Linked DNA regions of Pan troglodytes: region 2 is linked to region 1. The links are chromatin contacts, called in public HiChIP or PLAC-seq maps. All regions are on one chromosome and are shown on one strand. Each heading gives the region's core, a stretch centred on a gene start, on an enhancer-like site or on the middle of the called end of the contact. The rest is flanking DNA. Distances are from core to core; before and after follow the strand shown. Region 1 holds the start of RHOC (ras homolog family member C). Region 2 holds the start of CTTNBP2NL (CTTNBP2 N-terminal like).

Region 1 (4,800 bases), core at 1,493-3,992:
ACACCATCCCTCCCACTAGCCTCTCCATACTTACTCCTCTCACAGCCCAAATTCTGAAGTTGTCTCCCTGACCCTTCTTTAGTGGCAACTTAACTGAAGAAGGGATGTCCGCTATATCCAAAATTACAGCTATTGGCAAATAAATGAGATGGATAAAGGTGTGTGTCTTTATTTGCTTTGACTAGAAACTGAAAGATAAGAAGAAAGCTCTGTGGGGTGGTGGAAAGAGCACCAGAACAGTTCTAGAAATGTGGTGTCCCCCAGGTTCTTTATTCCACCCCCACTCTTCCCACTCCACGCATTTGCTGTGTCATCGTCCACTTCTGTGGCTTCACCCATCTGCCCAGACCCTTCCTGAGCTTTAGACCCACACATACCAGTCATCTCCCGAATGTCTCCTGGATAGCCTGCTGGTACTTCAATTCAAATACCTCAAACTAAATTCACGACTGCCCTCCATAGCATGTTCCTTCTCCTGATATATCCCCTCAATGGGCACCAGCTCTGCTGCTCCAGTTAGAAATCTTGGAGTTGGTCACCCTTGGCTTTCATTTCTTTCTCATCAAGGTAATTGATCACTAAGTATTGTTGACTATAGACCTTTAAAAGTATTTCTCTACTTATCTCCATCTCTCCCCGCCTTCAGTCACCACCACCTTTTACTATATTGGCCTCCTAAATTTAGTGGCTCCTTATTGCGCCTAGAACAAAATCAACACTCAACTCCTGTGCATGGCATATAAGGACCTTCACGATCCAGCCACTGCTTCCTTCTCCAGCCTCATTTTTTACCACCACCACCAACTTCCTGGGGTTTGCATAACTGTGGGCTTTTAGTAGCTCCAACTTATTCAAAATCTACTGCTGGACACGGTGGTTCACGCCTGTAATCCCAACACTTTGGGAGGCAGAGGTGAGAGGACTGCTAAGCCCAAGAGTTTAAGACCACCCTGGGCAATAGTGAGACCCCATCTCTACAAAAAAATAAAAAATTAGCTGAATGTAGTGGTGAGTGCCTGTGGGAAGAAGTTAAGCATCCAAGGAAATTAAGAGTATTGCTTATAGTAGAAAAGAATAAAGATCTGAAATCAGTGATCTGTTTCCACCTTAAGAGGCTAGAAAAAGAACAGCAAATTAAACCCAAAGTAAGTTAAGGGAAGCAAAAATAAAGATGAGCAAAATAATTAGAAAAGGCTCCTCACCAGCCTGGGCAATATAGCAAGACCTCATCTGTACAAAAAATACAAAAATTAGGTGTGATGGTACACGCCTGTAGTCTCAGCTGCTGGGGAAGCTGAAGTGGGAAAATCATTGGAGCCCGGAAAGTTGAGGCTGCAGTGAGCTGAGATATTGCCACTGCACACTTAGGCAACAGAGACCTTGTCTCAAAAAAAAATTAAAATTAAAAAAATCTACACATCACCTTATCTTGAGAACTTCACCTGTTGTTCAGGACTGGGTATCGCACAGCCCACACATGCCCACACTACAGCAATGACCTCCGGTATTGTAACTGTCTACATTAGGAGTCAGTAGGGAGTAGGAATTAAGAACAGGGGCTCTAGAGTTCAGCTGTTTGGGTTCTAGTGTCAGACCCAGCACTAGCTCTGTAACCTCTCTGAACCTCAATTTGCTTCTCAGTAAAATGGAGATAGCTACCTCATGGGATTCTTGTAGTTAATGTATGTGGACCCAGGTCCATGTAATATGGATTCAATAAATGTTAGCTATCTTGAAATTGCATTCCTCATTTAGACTCTAAGTTGTTTGAAGGCAGAAATGGATCTTCTGAACATAGCTCTCAGTTCACCCTCAAGAAATGTTTATTGAGTCAGTTAAGAGGCCTGGGGCCAAACTGCTGCGGACCTGTTTTCACATTTGTCAAATGTCTGGATTGCACTTCAGATATTTAAAGTCTGTATGACTCCTAACATTCATTCATTCATCAAATATTTGTTGACAACCTATTATGTGCCACTCACTCTGCTAGACAACGGGGGAAGGGACAGGCTGGAGGAGCCCGGGAGGTAGCAGGGCCAGACCACCAGTTTGGAGCCAGACAAGCCCGGCTGTGTGAATTCTTGCTGTCACAAGTCAAAAACATTTGTGTAAGCCACTTGATTTCTCTGAACCTCAGCTTCTCTATGGGCAAAAAGGGATGGGTGTATTTTCCCCAGAGATCTGTGATGAATATTGAAAGGGTTAAGCTGTGTAGTGTCCCAAGCACAAGCCAATGAAATGTTGGTGGACTTCCTCATTCTACTCCCACCTCCTCAGCTCCCTTACAGGGAAAGGAGATACGCGTGTAGGTGAATATCCTATGCGCCAAGTCAGACCTAGGAGTGGGAACAGAATTCACAGCTGGGATCCGGAAGCATTTCTAGGCGCACCCTTTGAGGAGTAGGTAGGAATTGGACTCCTGGAAATTCCAGGCCCAGGGAAGAAAGCGAATTGTGAGGAGGAACGGTGGTCTGGGTCTGAACGGCTCTGAGAGGTCTTCAAGTTTGGGGGATGACGTTGGGCTGTACGATCCTAGGAACAAGAGGGTGGACATCTCCCCCCAACCAACACACCCGCGCCGGGCCCTGGGACCTCCGGGGGGATACCCTTTCCCAGTCCCGCTTCCCGCGAGGTCCCAGGTGCAGCAGGAGCGGGTGGCCGCTTGGCCACAGGAGGGCAGCAGCGGCCCTTCCTGACCCCACCCCGAGCACCTCTTAACTTTCCCGACGCCGGTCCTCCCCTAGGGGATTGAAGGCTGGGCAGAGTCTGAGTCCACCCGGGTCGTGCTCGCCCCACTCGCCCGGCTCCTCCGCAGTCCAGGAATCTCCTCGTGGCTCTCCCCGACCTGGAGGGGTGGACGCCCCTGGCCCCCAGTCCCCGGCCTGCGGAGGGGGCCGGCGGCTGCGGCCCTGCGCGGGGCCGGGGCGGGCCGAGCCAAGGGCCGCCCCCGGCCGACCCTCCCCGTGCCGGGCCCGCCCTCCCCGCCGCGGCGCTGGAGGAGGGCGGGGCGGGGCCCTGGGGTCAGTCTGAGCCTCCGGCACCGGCCGCGCAGCTGGAGGCGGCGGAGCGGAAGGTACCCTGGGCCGGGGCTGCGGGCGGTGGGGCGTCTTGGGAACTCGTCCCCGGGAGAGCACTTTCGCTTCCTCGCTGGCCCGGAGATCGGGGCCCGTGCGAGGAGGGGCTTCAGCCTGGGCGTGGACCCCGTTCCCTCCAAGCGGAGTCGGCATCCGGGCTGGGCGGTGGTCGGACCGCGTCGGCCCCTCCGCGGGCTGCAGCGAGGGGGCCCGGACCTGCCGGCAGGGGCTCTGGCCTCCTGAGGTCCGAGTCGGAGCCCCTTCCCCTCTCCTCCCAGCTTCCCGGAACCTGCCCCGCCGGGCGAGGGGCGAGGGAACCTCAACTCAGACGCCCCAGCCCCCAGGGTGGGCGGCCGCAGGGGACCTAGAGTGGGATGGGGTGGGAATTCCTCCAGGCCAGGAGGGAGGTATGGCGGGAATAGGGGCGGGATGTGACCATTGGGACCTGCCACTGTTCGGCAGGGTCTGGACGCCGCCCTAGACGGTTCCTGGAGCCCGCTTGTGTTGAGGATAAGGGAGATGGGGAAGGATCCAACTCTGTGTGTGGTGTGTGTGTGTGTGTGTGTGTGTGTGTGTGTGTAGAGAGAGAGAGAGAAAATGAGAATGAGAATCCTCCTTCTTCATACTCGAACCAAGAAAGAGTATCCTGGGGTTTGGGACTGGGATCCCGAGGCCGAGTCCCGCCCTCACTCTGGTTTTAAAGTTGAGAATGCAGTATCTCTTGGTATCTCCAGAACGGATTCCTTCCCTAGGTGTAGGGTGGGTCGGCAAAGTCAACCGGCCGCTCTGGATCATCTGGGAATTCAAGAGAGCGATTGGAGAGAGGTCTGATGTATCCACACTGTGTTGTCTTGGGGAAGGCCCCAGAAGTTCCAGGCTCCATTTCAGGCCCTGTGTGGGGCTCAGTTGCCCCTCTTAAGGGGTCAGTGGGACAGTCCCTCTGGGGCTGCCTCTCACAGGGAGTTGTCCATGCCATCTTGGCCTTGGGCCTAGTGTCCTGGCCTGGGGTGCCTGCTGTTCCGGCCCAATCATAGCCTGGAGGGAAAGTCTTCTAATTGGGCTGGAGGCTCCAGGTCCCTTAACGCATGCCTCAACCCGGGGTTTCTGTCCTCTGCATCCTACCACTCTGGTGCCGTCTGAATTGCCCTGCTGGGGGGACAGCAGTGGCATACTCATGCCTAAGTGACTGGCTTTCACCCCAGTAGTGATTGCCCTCCATCAACACTGTCCACCCCAGGTTGGGGCTACCCCAGCCCATCTTTACAAAACAGGGCAAGGTGAACTAATGGAGTGGGTGGAGGAGTTGGAAGAAACCCCAGCGTCAGTCACCGGGATAGAATTCCCAAGGAACCCTCTTTTTAGAGGATGGTTTCCATTTCTGGAGGCGATCTGCCGACAGGGTGAATGCCTTCTTGCTTGTCTTCTGGGGAATCAGAGAGAGTCCGTTTTGTGGTGGGAAGAGTGTGGCTGTGTACTTTGAACTCCTGTAAATTCTCTGACTCATGTCCACAAAACCAACAGTTTTGTGAATGTGTCTGGAGGCAAGGGAAGGGCCACCCAGGATCTTTGTTGAAGGGAAGAGGCCTGGGGCTGGAGTATTCGCTTCCTAAAGGGCAGTGTGAGGTGGTGGTGGGGTGTGGGGAGTAGAGGCGTTCAGTCAGCCCAGTTTGACAGGATGTGGGACTGAGAGAAAAAGCTAGGTTTGAGGCTGAGATCAGGTTACCGT
Region 2 (4,666 bases), core at 692-3,191, 310 kb after region 1:
TCAATACTTTGCACCTGCTGAAATGAAGGCCACTTGACAAAACCTTTAGGAGCACACTAGAGAGGCACTTTTTGGTAAACATGAATAGCTAGAATACCTTGCCTTTATTTACTCTTATCTCTGAGATTTAAAAATTGTTCTTACTTTTCATCCTCTAAATTTTGATAGATGATCGTAAAACCAATCAAAATATACATGAATGTTTCCTGGGGGCGGGGAGGACACTATAAAAAAGGGGTTAGAGAGTTACCAAAGGACACAGGACTAGATTAATCATAAACCTAGATGACTGACCCTGAATTTTCTTCAAACACTTCCTGTCTTTTGTTTCAACCTGCAGTATACCTTCAAGGTTAACTGCAGTCTCCCTGAGCAATGGACCAGCCCACCCTAGACTGGGATATACTCATTCCGAATCCACTGCTACTTATTTACTTATGTATACTGTTTCATTTGAAAACATGGTGTTATTCATTGACTGTCAAGCAACAAATACTGCATTCCTGCCCACACAAAGCCAACTCTGCAGATATCCAACACACCCACCTCACTGTGAAATATAAGATGGCTTTTCATCAAGTTCTCAGGGAGGAAATAGGGTGGAAAAGGAAAAATGAAACGCAATTCAAACCTAAGAAACCCTTAGAGGCTGGGTTCTCCCAGAAGGAACAGAAAGTAGAAGGAAGGTACAAAGGGTGAAGGAGAGGAGGTCCTAGTTCTCCCTCTTTCACAGTCCAAAGAAGTCCCAAAACAGGAGAGCTCTCGACTCCTCACAAGAGGCCAGAGGATGCGAGGGGCTGCGGGAGGAAGACTGAGCATCAGAGAATGGGGGATGGGAAGAACTTAAGTGGGAGAAGCCGCTTCCTCCGTAAAGCTGGCTGTCTAGGTCGGTCTTTGATTTTTGCTTCGCCCCATCCCTCCTTTTTGGGAAACACCAATTTTATCTTACGGAGGAAAGCAGCTCCAGTCCCACCCTGGCGAGCAGGGACAGGTGTAGGGAGGGATGTCTGGCCTTCCGGGGGTACAAAATGGGGTTGGGGGCGGCAGCCTAGAGAATCGGTACCTGTGAGTCCTCTCCGCCAAGGCTGAGGTGCGGGGTGGGAGGCGCCTTTGAATGAGGGGTGTCAGAGGGAAGCCCCTTCTGAGGAGCTGGGAATCGACGAGGGACAAAAAGTAGCTGTGAGGACCCTCGAAGGATGAGGAGCCGCCTCCTCGGGGAATACCGGGAGGTGGAGGAGACGGCCCCGCCCCCTCAGGGGATGGGCCCAGAGGCCGTTGAGACGGCGGCGGGAGGCTACCGGTGCCCCTATCCTTGCTTTGCTCTTGAGAACCCGGCCTCCCAGCCATCACCAAGCCCCAGGGATAGTTGCTCCTACCTTTCCACGACGCTCCGGGCTCCGCTCCCCTCCGCCTCCACTCCCCATCCACAGCGGCTGAGGCTCCGCCCCCTCAGCCGCCCGGCGGGGGCATTGGCATTCACCAGCGCCAATCGCCTCCTTGCTTCTCCAGCCTCGGCCCCAATCCGCGCCGGCTGGAGGCGGGGCTTCTCCAAAGTCATTCAGGCTCCTCCCGGGGCCCCAAGATCCCTTTTGTTTGGGAAGAGCAAGGCCGGGATTGAGCTCGCGTCACTTCCGGGAGGAAGCGCCCTCCTGGGTCCTGGGCTTCAGGATGGGCTCGCGCCCCTCCCGGCTCGGGGTCTGCAACTTTCCACCTCTGCGTGGTTTCTGGGCAGGACCGTGACTAGTGCTTCGTGCTTTTACCTGACTGTACGGGGAGTTTAGGAATGGAGGGCTCTGGTGGCCTAATCGATTGGGATTTTATCCAGAATGTTAATAAATGAAGTGGGCTTTGGTGTCTGCATTAGAATGAATTCGTTGTTGAAAAACCTGGCTTCCTTGCTCCCTTTTTTTTCTTTTTTCTGGAAGCGCCTGTGGGCGTGGTGCTGGAAGCAAGGGTGCAAAGATGAAACACCTGGAGATCATCCTTCTCTCAACCACATTTTGTACAGAAGAGGATACTAACTTTGGGGGACATAAACCCAGCCGACCTGCCTTCCAGGCGGAAGTCAAATAATTGCAAATTTGTGTGGCAGGTTTTTCCACCCTATGCTTGCCAGCTGAGGCGACTGTTTTCTGTCCTTGGCCTCATTATATTGTGGGGAATGGTGTTTGCAGTGAAGTTGAAACAATGGAGAGTACAGAGGATGCAAGGAATGTCTGCCTTGTGAACACAGGAATGCAGATCTTGGTGGCAGCAAGTCTTAGGCAGGACCAAATAACTCAGAGAGGGGAGTGGATGTATAACTAGTTGTATCCCTACCTAAGGTCAAAGTTTCTGAATTCCTTTTCCACAGAATGGCTGTCAGCTCACAGATTGATTCAGCTGGTTACATTTACAATAACCACATTATTTTAAATACAATATAATAAATATTTGAGACGAATATTCATAATGCATAAATAATGTAGTACACTTAATACATTATCCCTAAACTTAGCAATTATAATTCGCAAGACAGCATTAGGGACCTAGTGCTTGCCTAGGCAGACAGTCCCCAAGGCAGATGCAGCCTGCCTCATGCAGTTTACAGTCTGACTGAGGGATGTGATCAGTTTGTGCGATTATAGTCTGAAAGAAGTAAACAAGTATTTATCATGTTATCACTGTGCCATGTACTTTCATTTAATGGTATTTGATGTCATTTTCAGTGCTGTATGAGAAATCTATCCTACAGTGTAGGATAGACATCATTGTGTCCAATTTACAGATGAGAAGATAGAGATTCAGAGAAGTCAAATAAAGTCATAGAGCTAGTAAATGGTAAAGAATTTCCAGTAAGGATGTATGACTCCATACTTATGCCATATTCTGCTCACTTCACACTGGCTCTCACATGCTGGACTAAGAATGGGCGTGGATGATGGTAAAGCAAACATTAGAGCCAGAAGGACAGCTCTATGCCTCCCCTTGTTGATTTTAGGCTTGGGAGGGTCATCTCTGTATATGAAGGATAGCAAGACTATGAGTGAAGGTGCTCAATAGCAGTGTAAGTGAATCTGGAGTAATGATGCAGGGTATACTGAACTTCAGAAAGGCATTATGCCTTGTGTTCTGAAAACTGACAATCTGAAAGCTAAGATGAAGGGCCAGGCACAGAGTAGGTACTCAATAAATACTGACTTGAAACAAAATGTCTGAAATGATTACAAATACAGAGTGTTAGGTGCTGGAGCAGGCAAAGGAACTTGAAAAATCCCATTTCCTCCTCCTCCCTTTCGCTCTGCCTATGGGTATGCAATGAGGAAGTGCCTCATCGCCTGACAATGAAGCAGATGTGGGAGAACAAGCTATTTTCTGCTGGCTTCTGAGTCACTCTAAGAGTTGTTCTAGTGAATCAGCTCCTCCCTTGTTTTTCTTTTCTTTTCTTTTTTTTTTTAATCGAGATGGAGTCTTGCTCTGTCTCCCAGACTGGAGTGCAATGGCGCAATCTCTCACTACAACCTCCGCCTTCTGGGTTCAAGCGATTCTCCTGCCTCAGCTTCCCGAGTAGCTGGGATTATAGGCGCCTGTCACTGTGCCCAGCTAATTTTTATATTTTTAGTAGAGATGGGGTTTTGCCATGTTGGCCAGGCTGGTCTCAAACTCCTGACCTCAGGTGATCCACCCGCTGGCCTCCCAAAGTGGCTGGGATGACAGGCGTAAACCACCATGCCCGGCAGGTCCTCCTTTCTTTCCCTCATTCCCTTTGTAGCTGTTAACCCACCACCACCCATTCTTTTCCCTGGCTGACTGGGTGGGAGCAGTGCTCTGTGACCTACTTCCTTTAGAGCAATGGGCAACTCCCCTGATTTCCTGGCTTCCCTTCTGCGTATTCCTAAATGAGTGTAGAAGGACTCCGCAAAAATGAGAACATCCCTGCCTTGTAGGATTCAGAGTCTTGAAGGTGTTCAGATTGCTTTCCTTTTAATTTTTCACCCCTAGAAGTAGGGAACAGGCAGGGCTTGTGAACCTCGTGTATCTTTCAGATTGTAGCAGTGAGACAGTTATGGAGGTCTGTGATTCTTCAATACATAAACCTTGTAAATAAATTTAGAGTCTGGTGCATAGGTGTACGCAGAGGTAAAAAATGGTTCATAACAATATCTTAGATTTGTATAACAAAATATAACATTTTAATGTCTATCATTTTATCAACTGGACAGTAAAATATTTATTAAATGCCTATTGTGTCAGGCAACAACTTAAAGTGCTTAAAAATTATAGATTGTGTCAATTTTTTTCCAAATAAGTAAATTTCCATAAATGTTTATTGCTGGTTTGGGGAGGCAGCAATGGAGTAAAAGAGGTCTAGGCTAGAGGTTAAAAAATCTGGAGTCTAGTTCTCATTCTGTCATCAACTATAGTAGTTTCTATCTGGGCGGCTTAAAACAACAGAAATGTGTTCTGTCTCAGTTCTTGAGGCTAGAAGTACAAAATCAGGGTGTTGGACGAGTGCAGTGGCTCACTCCTGTAATCCTAGCACTTTGGGAGGCTGAGGTGGGTGGATCACCTGAGGTCAGGAGTTCTAGACCAGCCTGGCCAACATGGTGAAACCCCGTCTCTACTAACAATACAAAAATTAGCTGGGCATGGTGGCGGGTGCCTGTAATCCCAGCTACTCGGAAGA

The links. HiChIP or PLAC-seq counts read pairs in DNA pulled down with a chosen protein or histone mark.
Region 2: an H3K4me3 HiChIP or PLAC-seq map of stem cell-derived excitatory neurons shows a contact between it and region 1, with 17 times the contacts expected there. The contact joins the promoter of CTTNBP2NL here to the promoter of RHOC in region 1. A contact is called at or near these places in 3 of 7 Hi-C or Micro-C datasets (induced pluripotent stem cells and stem cell-derived neural progenitor cells), 1 of 1 datasets of contacts at active chromatin or transcription factors (stem cell-derived excitatory neurons) and 1 of 1 other capture datasets (stem cell-derived neural stem cells).

Annotation. Positions count from the first base shown.
Region 1 is chr1:118,482,221-118,487,020 of NHGRI_mPanTro3-v2.0_pri, forward strand. RHOC (ras homolog family member C) reads left to right here and starts at 2,743. Exons shown (of 5, transcript XM_003308320.4): 1 at 2,743-3,073. It overlaps PPM1J (protein phosphatase, Mg2+/Mn2+ dependent 1J), which reads left to right. Exons shown (of 10, transcript XM_009429244.4): 10 at 1-157.
Region 2 is chr1:118,796,990-118,801,655 of NHGRI_mPanTro3-v2.0_pri, forward strand. CTTNBP2NL (CTTNBP2 N-terminal like) reads right to left here and starts at 1,942. Exons shown (of 6, transcript XM_513635.6): 1 at 1,377-1,942.